2 separate regions of the Zea mays genome follow, and region 2 is linked to region 1. The links are chromatin contacts, called in public Hi-C maps. All regions are on one chromosome and are shown on one strand. Each heading gives the region's core, a stretch centred on a gene start, on an enhancer-like site or on the middle of the called end of the contact. The rest is flanking DNA. Distances are from core to core; before and after follow the strand shown.

Region 1 (4,993 bases), core at 1,580-4,079:
CAAATTTGAGCTGTTAGATTAAGGGCGAACGTTCCTGGTCAAATGTGAGTGAGACCTCTTTTGAAGTTAGTCGTGGGACGTTGGATGACATCGGACGGATCGGAGGTCGTCGCGTCCCTTTAAAATATCTACCGTTAGATCTTAATCCGTAGGTCCACGTTGTGTACCGGTTTGGTGCACCTGTGGGAGTAATCCGAGCCCTTGATGCCGATCGGACGGCCAGCGACTGCCCGTACCCCTTCGCCGTGCATGTTACAAAAGAAACCCTGAGCTCTTAACATATCAACCCGCGGTCCACTGGACTGTTCTCTGTGTCTAGAAATATTTACTCCGAAGCCCCTGCACTTTCTGGTAAATGAGGCCCAGTCCAGAACATAATAAAACCAGAGAAAATGATTATTAAATAGATTTTTAATAGGAAAATAATTGCTAGAACTTCAATAAATCATAGAAAATGCATATGAGCTCCAAATTACTTCATTCCACTTCCTAAAATTTTGTATTTTTATTCTCTATCACCTAGAACCTCTGTTATGTCATGAAAACAGTAAGAAAATTTATTTCACACTTAATCCTATTTTAAACACATAAAACCTTTGAAAATGCATAACTTAAATTCTATAACTCCAAAAATTATGATTCCTGTTCCTAGAATTTTATTTTATTATGTAGAATATCTCTGTGTATTTTGTTTACATGCTTGGTGTAATGTTAATTTTCCCTGTATCCTGTGCTTGTTTGTATTGTGGCGAGTAGAAGAGCCCGTTGCTGAGGATCCTGGTGAGCAGCAGGTTGAAGTAGCTGAGCAGGAGCTCATTGAAGGCAAGTTGTGCCCTTGACCACATCTTACCCAATAATGTTCTTTAATATCATTTATCCATGCATAGGTTAATTTTGATGGGACCCAATAGGTCACCCTAGATTGTTTATCTCATTACCTTGTTTACCCCTGAATCACTTGGGTAGTTTGCTATTGCTTTACATGGTTTTGGGATAATCATTTATTACCTCTATGTTCCAATTCTTTTTGTTATTCTATTTATGTTCATGTTGAGATCATTAATGTTAATTGGAACATAGAGCTTAACTTGAGAACCACGTGCCACCACAAGGGTTTAATGGGACGCCCTTGGCTGACTAATTAGGAAAGCTAGTGGAAGACTACCTTACCCGAAAGGGGCAAGGGCAGTAGGGGAGTGGTCAGTGTAGGGAGGTCCCTGGTTGATTTTGCTGCGATGGCAGTCAGCCAGGAACCCTGCATTGGAACTTCCTATAAACTGTAGCGGGTTTTCGGAAGCTAGTGGAACTTTGTAAAGGCCTCGTAGTGTTGCCCTGCCGCGCTTCCTAGGTAGAGGTGTATGGGAAGTCGCGATCCCTTGGCAGATGGGTAACATGACTTGTGGGTAAAGGGTACAACCTCTGCAGAGTGTAAAACTGGTATACTAGCCGTGCTCGCGGTCATGAGCAGCTCAGGACTCTCTGATGTTTAAATTATGGAACTTAAATTCAATTTTGTCATTTGTATTGCATGGGTTTGTTATTAATTTTGTTCTATTACTTTACTTATGGTTTGGTATTTACTTACACTTAGTAACTGCTAATAAAAGTTTGACCAACTACTTAAAAGCAATGCTCAGCTTTAACCCCTATCATTGATTAACCTTACACATCACATGATCTTACACCTTTGTGAGTTTATGTCCACTGGTTCCCCACAACTTGTTGAGCTATGATCATGTGTGAGCTCACCCTTGCTGTCTCACACCCCCCCACAGGAGAAGATCAGGTGGTTCAGGAGGAGCCGCCTAACACTGAGGAGTTCGATCTAATCTAGGTGGCGTTCCCAGTCGACATTGGCGCCGACGATCCTTAGTTCGCTTTATCTTTATTATTCTATTTTGTAATAAGTCTTCCGCTATGTAATAAATACTCTGATGTTTTATGACATTTATCTCTATACACTCTGTTATTATATATGTTGTCTTCTTGGCGCATGTATGAGATGCACCTGGCTTTGTTCCTTAAAGCCGGGTGTTACAGAGCTAAAGTGTTTATCTAGGTCAATTTACTATGTCATGCTATGGTTAAAGAAAAAATAAATTCATAATCCATTATAAGTGTCTATCAACTCCAAACAACACTTAGAACTAGTCCTTCCATAATCTTATCCTTCATTATTTGAATATTGAAACAAAATCAATAATTAGGAGCATGAAAATGATAGTTTGTTTAAAACAATCTCCTATAGTGTGACCTAACTTAAACTATATATGTAAAATGCATGAGTCACCATAATCTTATGTTGTCATTAACCACTAAAACCACAAAGAGCCTAGATGCTTTTATCATAATGAATACATAAGACACAACCAACACGAATGCATAACATGAATGTGTTTATTACTAGTTGCACCTCGAATTTACGCAGTGCAAAGTTTCTAAAATATGTTCACACATTGATTTATTTTGAGAGCTTTCAAGAGTTTTTTTTTCATTTTCTCTATTTTCCCTATCTCAATCTACCTTTAAGATTTTAGATTTTTTTACAAGCTCTGAATATTGGGGTTAGGTTTCTCGTGAACCAGTCTAGCTTTAGGATTTTTCTCAAAAAATTTAGAAACTTTAAAAAATGTTTTCCATGATTTAAAAACCTTATCAAAGTATTTACCAGATTTTCATATTATCTAAAAAGGACAAAAGTGCCCGTGCCTTCAAGACCACTTCCAATCAGCGCTAAGAAAGTAGGATGCCTTCAAGACCACTTCCAATCAGCGCTAAGAGCTAATTTGAACATTTTTTTATAATTCAGAAAGTAGGATGCCTGGTTTTTTATGTTCGAGGACGAAGAAGCAAATCATGTTGGTATTTCGACGGTACAACTGACCATGGAAAATGAATTGCCAAGGATTGAGGTGAAAAATAACTCACGGCCGGGTGGATTGTAGTGCAGTGAAACAAGTCCTCCCCGGACAGGCCACCGCCCACCGGACCCGGAAACTGTGCAATATTGCACCGGCAGCGCTATGCGTGATGTGCGAAATAGCTAGATGCTAGGTGCCGTCATTGCGTACACGTGGCGGATGCAGCTTGTATGCTATAATCCTCAGCGCAGCTGCGAGGGGGAAAAGGAGGGACCATCATGCATCAGGATCATGGTAATGCTTTGCAAAGTGCAGGAGGCGGAGAAGATGACTCAAGAAGAAGGCGTGGAATCTCGTCTAAATCTAAAGTTCAAAATGCGACCCGATCTCCGTACGCAGAGCAGTTACCTGTAAGCCGTCGGAAACTCGGAAGCATGGATACCAGGTAATGCTGCTACCGCATGTGGGGTGTTTGGTGGAATGCCCATGAGCTAAACAGCTTGCTAATATAACTTTGCGGTAGCTCGTTTCACGATGTGAGTGCCAATCATCGGGGTCACGGTGTTGGGACTGTTCTAGTGCTAGCCATGCTTAGCGATAGCAAGTTAGCAACAAATACTACTATTATTGTTCTTCCTGTGGTGATAATTACTAGGCAATGTCAGTTCTACGCTTCTATTTATACACATGCCGTGTTTCTTAAGTGATGACTAATTTTAACTACACTAAGTAGTACCCCCTCACTCTAAATCATCAGTTATTCCAACTTTTTTTGAGAGTCAAATCATCTCAAGTTTGACTTAAATTATAAAAAAAGGATTATAAAGATTTTTTACATTAAATATATATAGTGTAAAAATATAATTAATGTAGAATTTAATTATGCTTATTTGGTATTATAAATGTTATTGTTTTATTATATAAATTTAGTTAAGCTTATGTTTTGGTTCTCCAAAAAGGTTAGAATGACTTAGAATTTAGGATGTAGAGAGTATACCATCTTCCCTTTTTTTTCCTTGACTGGCTGAGAACATCCAGGCACCTCAAACCTTGATTTGTTATTTTTAGGGCGACGGTGTTGGGGGCGAAGACACCATCGCCCGTGTTTTACTTGCCCCTGTTGCATGGCCATTAGCCATTCACCGCCGATGCTTGGTTCCTAAATCTGCTCCCATTTGCCCTGCAAAATTTGCTATTTTTTTCATCTTTCTGCCTCGCAGACCTCTTCTGAAGAGGTCCTATTGGATGGATAGCGCAAGAAATTTGAAGGTAGAGATAAAGCTCACTGTTGTTTGATTTTCACTTCTTGGCCTTTTCTTTTCCCTTTTTTTTGTAATGAACTTTCCTTACCCTGTTCTTGGCTTCTCTCTGAATACATTTTATCACAAGAGATATTACATGGGGCTTTCAATTCTAATTACCATGCCTTGGTAAAATTGTGAATAGCTAAGGAAATTCATGAATCTGTTTCTAATGTGTTTTCCAATTCAAAGGCCCTACATTTTATTTCCTTCGATTTTCCTTCTTTGCAAAAGGTGTCAACGCACTCATAAAGAACACACAACTCCTGAAGAGATTCGTATGAGCAACAAAAGCAGCAAGGCGTATCAGAGAAAACGCTAGGCAAAGGGCGAACAAAGAAAACCGTCACATATTACAGTTTAATCAGGAAAATGGGTTTGTCAATCTCATATCCACCAGATGACTATTTGCCTGAGGATGATGATGATGATGATGATGATGGTATTGACAGGCTGTTTGTGCGGTCTCTAAGCTTTGATAATCTCAACACACATGATACCCTTGAATCACCAACAGCATTGCTCGATGCACTGACCTCCAAGAGGCTCATGGTGAGAGGCTCTTTAAGATTCGAAAGAAGGGAGGGTGATCCATTTCAAGTTGAAACAACGTTATCAATGGTGAGTCCTAAACCTGCAAAGAAGAGTTACAACTACAAGCCTATAGTCCTGCCAAGATATAAGTCCACAGAGAACCTACCACCAGATTCTCCGGTAATTGGGATGGTCAGCCCAGTGCACCAGGCTGCAGCAATAAGAGTGCAGAAGGTGTACAAGAGCTTCAGAACAAGGCGGCAGCTTGGTGATTGTGCTGTTCTTGTTGAACAACGC
Region 2 (4,776 bases), core at 1,922-4,421, 250 kb before region 1:
TTGTTTGTTGTTGGTCCCAAATTATTTGGACGATAGCTACACTTAAAAAGGGTATGATATGTGACAATTTCAATAATGTTGCACTTTTCTATAATAAGACTAGTGCTATATGTATTGCTAAATCCACACCTACTAAACTAGGCTCATGAACCAATAATGTCAAACAAATGAAACCACGAATCAGAGAAGGGAGATGAATGATAAACCAACCATAATATGAATCAATAAAAATAGAATCAAGTACTCTCACCTATTTTAATTTATAAGTCATTTTGCTTTTTAAGTACATGATTTTTATTATGTATATATATGTGTAGATATGTAGCAAGCATAAATTAGCAATAGAAAGCATCAAATAAACAAAAGGCAATTGCTTGAACATCGAAAACATGAGATTATAGCCATCAGGGAACAACAACATAAAAAATTAGCTTATGTGAGTGATGAAAGGACAAAATAGATAGAATTAAAAATTAAAAGGTGTGCATATACAAACAAACATGACTGCATGAGTATACAGTAGTTCATTAAGAATCAGATATGGTAGTGACATGATCTACAACTAGTGTACATGTTTTTTCTAATAATAATAAACTAACTTCTAATGCTTATAACATACGCATGATGACTTAAACTAGGATTGTTATTCTATAAAATAAATCACCTATATAGTTGTGCCATAAGCTAACTAAGAAACAAAACGATCTTCTTTTTCGTTGATGCGACAGGCCTGACCAGTCCTAAATCTAATGTTCTATACATATTTGCTTTCAACTTGGCATATATTGAGTGATTAATAATGGAAGACAAAGATAAAATCATGTATAAAGGAGATCGATCGAATCAATGGTGGGTATATATCACACCCTGTTGTGCGAGTGATAGTCGTAGAGTAGCGTCGGTGACGAGAACATTGTATAGTTGTTTTCCAATAGCAGTTGGGACCTGAAGTCGCTATCGTCATCTTCCTCCTCGTAGTAGTCCCCACCGTGTGGCACGACCTTATTGCTAGGCCTGGGGCTTGCGATGATGGTTTTCGATGACACGTCGGCACCCTTAGCCCTAGGGCTCAGTCCTTAGGCGGTGACGCCGACGCTACTCTACGACTATCACTCGCACAACAAGGTGTGATATATACCCACCATCGATTCGATCGATCTCCTCTGTACATGATTCCATCTTCGTTTTCCATTATTAACCACTCCATATATGTCAAGTTGCAAGCAAATATGTATAAAACATTAGCACTAGAACAGGTCAGGCCCACCGCATCAATGGAAAAGAAGACTATTTTGTTTTTAGTTAGCTCATGATACCAATATATAAGTGACTTGTTTTACAAAATAATAATCTTAGTCTAAACCAACATCCATATGTTATGAAGCACAACTAGTTAGTTTATCATTATTAGGAAAAATATGTACACTATTTAGAGATCCCGACACTACCATATCTAGTTGTTGATGATTTATTGTATACTCACATAGTCACGTTAGTTTGTACATGCACACCTTTTAAGTTTACTTTTATTTATTGTCATTTTATTACTTACATGAACTAATGGTTGCTGCTCTTGTTCCCCATTGGCTATAATCTGATGTCTTTGACGTTTCTTCATGCAATTGTCTTTTGTTAATTTGATGCTTTCCATTGAAAATAACTTATAAATTAAAATAGGGAGAGTATTTTTTTGTTGATTCATATTAGGTTTAGTTCATCATTCCTCTTCCTTCTTCAATTTATGCTTTTATTTGTTTGACATTATGGTTCATAGACCTAGTTTAGTAAGGACGAATCCAGCGTGGAGGCTAGGGATGCTACAACACCCTTACCTCCTTGCACTGTTATCGATTATTTAGTTCGTTGTTTGTTGTTGGTCCCAAATTCTTTTGGACGATAGCTACACTTAAAAAGGGTATGATATGTGACAATTTCAATAATGTTGCACTTTTCTGTAATAATACAAGTGCTATATGTATTGCTAAAACTAGGTGAGAGAGACATGAGATTATAGTCATCAGAGAACAAGAATAGCAATCATTAACTCATGTGAGTAATGAAATGATAAAATGTATAGAATTAAACTTATGTGTACATGTACAAACTAACGTAACTCCATAAGTGTACTATAGCTCATGAATATGACAGTGCGAGAATCAAAAAATAGTGTACATAATTTTTTTTCTAATAATGGTGCTTTATAGTGTAGATATATTAACTTAAACTTAGATTATTATTTTGTAAAATAAATCATCTATATATTGGTGCCCTAAGCTAACTAAGAAAGAAAATGTTTCTTGTCTTCTTTTTCCGTTGATACGGTTTCCGTTGATGCGGGTTGATACGGTGGTGGGCTGGTTTCCGTTAATGCGGGTTGATGCGGTGGGTCTGACCTAACGTACTATACAGATTTGCTTGCAACTTGTGAAACGGTTAATAATGAGAGATAAAAATGGAATCATATATAGAGCGGCACGGAAGATCGATGGGGGTACCTTGCTGTGCGGGTGATGGTCATATAGTAGCGTCGGCGGCGAGAACACCGTATAATTGTTCTCCAGCAGCATGTGAGGCGACCTGAAGACGTCATCTTCGTCTTCCTCGACGTCGTAGTAGTCCCCTCCGTGCGGCGCGGCCTTACTGCCAGGGCTGTGGCTTGCGACGATGGTTTCCGACGAAACGTCCGCGACCCTGGCCCTGGGGCTCAGACCCTGTGCGGCAGCGCCGGAGTCAAGGTCGCCGGGGCTGTACTTGGAGGGATCGGCGTGTTGGCCGGTGAGCTCCTGCACGAGGGCGCGGAAACCCTCGGCGCTGGTCTGGACGCGCATGGGGTTGGCGATGTAAAGCACCTTGATCGGCTTCTTGCCGCCGCCGCCGTTCTTGTGCTTCGATGACGACGCGCCGCCGCTCCCTCTCCCTGGAGCATTGCCCCTGGGGCTGAGCTCGCGATCCATCGCTCAGCTCAGCTCAGCTCAGCTCAGCTCGAGAATCTACGATCCCGGGGGAATGGGACGAGAAGCGCACGGCGAGCGGGGGCGAGAGCTACGGCAAATTCTGGCCGACTCCGGTCATGTGATGATAAACGGGTGCTCAGGAACGCCTGGGGGATTTTTAGCTGGGCGGCGGAGGCTTGGCGCTGGCATCGTAGTCGGCAAGTCGTGGCCGAGTAATGGCCGGGATGGAGAATGGGGCGGCAGGCATCAATGTGCGAAGGGTGGGGTCTACAGCCTACGTCATCTGTTTGTCTTCATGTGACGTCACATAAATAAAATACCTTAATGCATTAGCCACCGCCCGCCATGGCTTACCCGCTCTCGCTTACCCGAACGCGACCGGCCGACTGGTGGAGCCCGCGGCTGGCGGGAACCAGCCAACCAGACTTGGGGTAACGTCCGCTTCACGTGGAGGTTAGATGAAAGCCGCGGTTGCTAATATATGTATATATATATTTTTTATTTATTGTTATAAATATCATATTGCTTCTATATCTCTCGAACACAATTTTATACTCTTTCGTATCGTAAGTCGTACAGGTTAGGACATACAATTTTTTTATATTTATCGACATATAAGGATAAGAAATTGTATATGACATGAAAGTAAGCATCGGAAACGACGCGTACGGCGTATCTGTATCTATGTGGCTTCGTGGCGCCTTGTGAGTGGTGCTTTTTGTGGAGCGGAGCGGCGATAGAGGGCATTGGATACTCTCGCGGCTGGCCCCGATGATGTCCTCCCTCCTCTTGCCGCTGCTCGCCCGCCGCATCCTCCCCATTGCTCGCAGTCGCAGGCTCCTAAGCACCGGATATTCTCGACGCCGGCCGGCGCCCTGTATGTTGAAGAAGCTCGCGACGTTGGCGAAGTACGTTGACACCGAAGGTGCTCTCGAGGAAGCGGAGGGGGCCGGGGCCGGAGCCGGAGCCGAAGCCGGACCCACGGATGAGGAGGGAGCATCGCCACCGGAGGATTAAGACACACCGACAGCATCGTTGACTTTGGGCGCGCGTCTTCCCGCGGTGGCGGGACACCGTCGGCATGGTTGACTCTGGCCGGGCGTCGGCGAAGTCCCAAATCCCAAGCTATACCGGCGTCGTCTTCCATGGCCGAACATATAGATGGCCAAAAAGCACGAGGCCCGTAAGCCCGACACGAAGCCCGGTTTTTGGGCCCGGTTTTTGGGCCCGTAACTCCGGTTTTTGGGCTCTTCCATGGCACGATGGCACAGCAGACCCGGCCCGGTTTTTGGCCGGGCTTCACCGGGCCCGGGCCGGGCCGGGCCGGGCGGCCCGTTTGGCCATCTCTAGCCGAACATAGGACACTAGACACGACCAACTTTTTTTACACTCTTTTTAAAGAAATATTGATATTTAGATTTATGAGAGTACCCTAGACACGACAAACTTTTTTTAAACTCTTTTTAAAGAAATATTGATATTTAGATTTATGAGATTTTAATTTTGTTTCTAGATCTGGAGTGGACACTGAATAATACGTCTTTATGTTGTGGACCATGTCGTCGAGGTCTTGTCGTGTCAATGTGACATCCTACATGACGGCTTGCGTGTGGCGCCTATATGGGCTAATCAAATGCGCATAATGCTTCAAATGATTAAAAGACAAGACAAGTTATGGTGCAAACAAGTAGTGTTTGACCATCTAACTAACCTAGAACTCCTATTCGATAAAAAATAAACTAGGTTGTATGTTGGTGATATTACTAAAAAATGCTTCTGAGTGTTCATGTCAAGTGTAAGCATTTTTTCATGTTACTACTTT

What was found. Hi-C and Micro-C count contacts between places; a contact is called where the count stands out from the background.
Region 2: a contact with region 1 is called in a Hi-C map of ear, with 2.1 times the contacts expected there. The contact joins the promoter of LOC100284142 here to the promoter of LOC103631766 in region 1. A contact is called at or near these places in 3 of 25 Hi-C or Micro-C datasets (ear and leaf).

The regions. Positions count from the first base shown.
Region 1 is chr1:14,227,703-14,232,695 of Zm-B73-REFERENCE-NAM-5.0, reverse strand. It overlaps LOC103631766 (IQ domain-containing protein IQM5), which reads left to right and starts at 2,829. Exons shown (of 10, transcript XM_008671469.4): 1 at 2,829-3,306; 2 at 4,397-4,993. The coding sequence starts at 4,535.
Region 2 is chr1:14,478,844-14,483,619 of Zm-B73-REFERENCE-NAM-5.0, reverse strand. LOC100284142 reads right to left here and starts at 3,171. Exons shown (of 3, transcript NM_001370615.1): 1 at 2,496-3,171. The coding sequence starts at 2,954.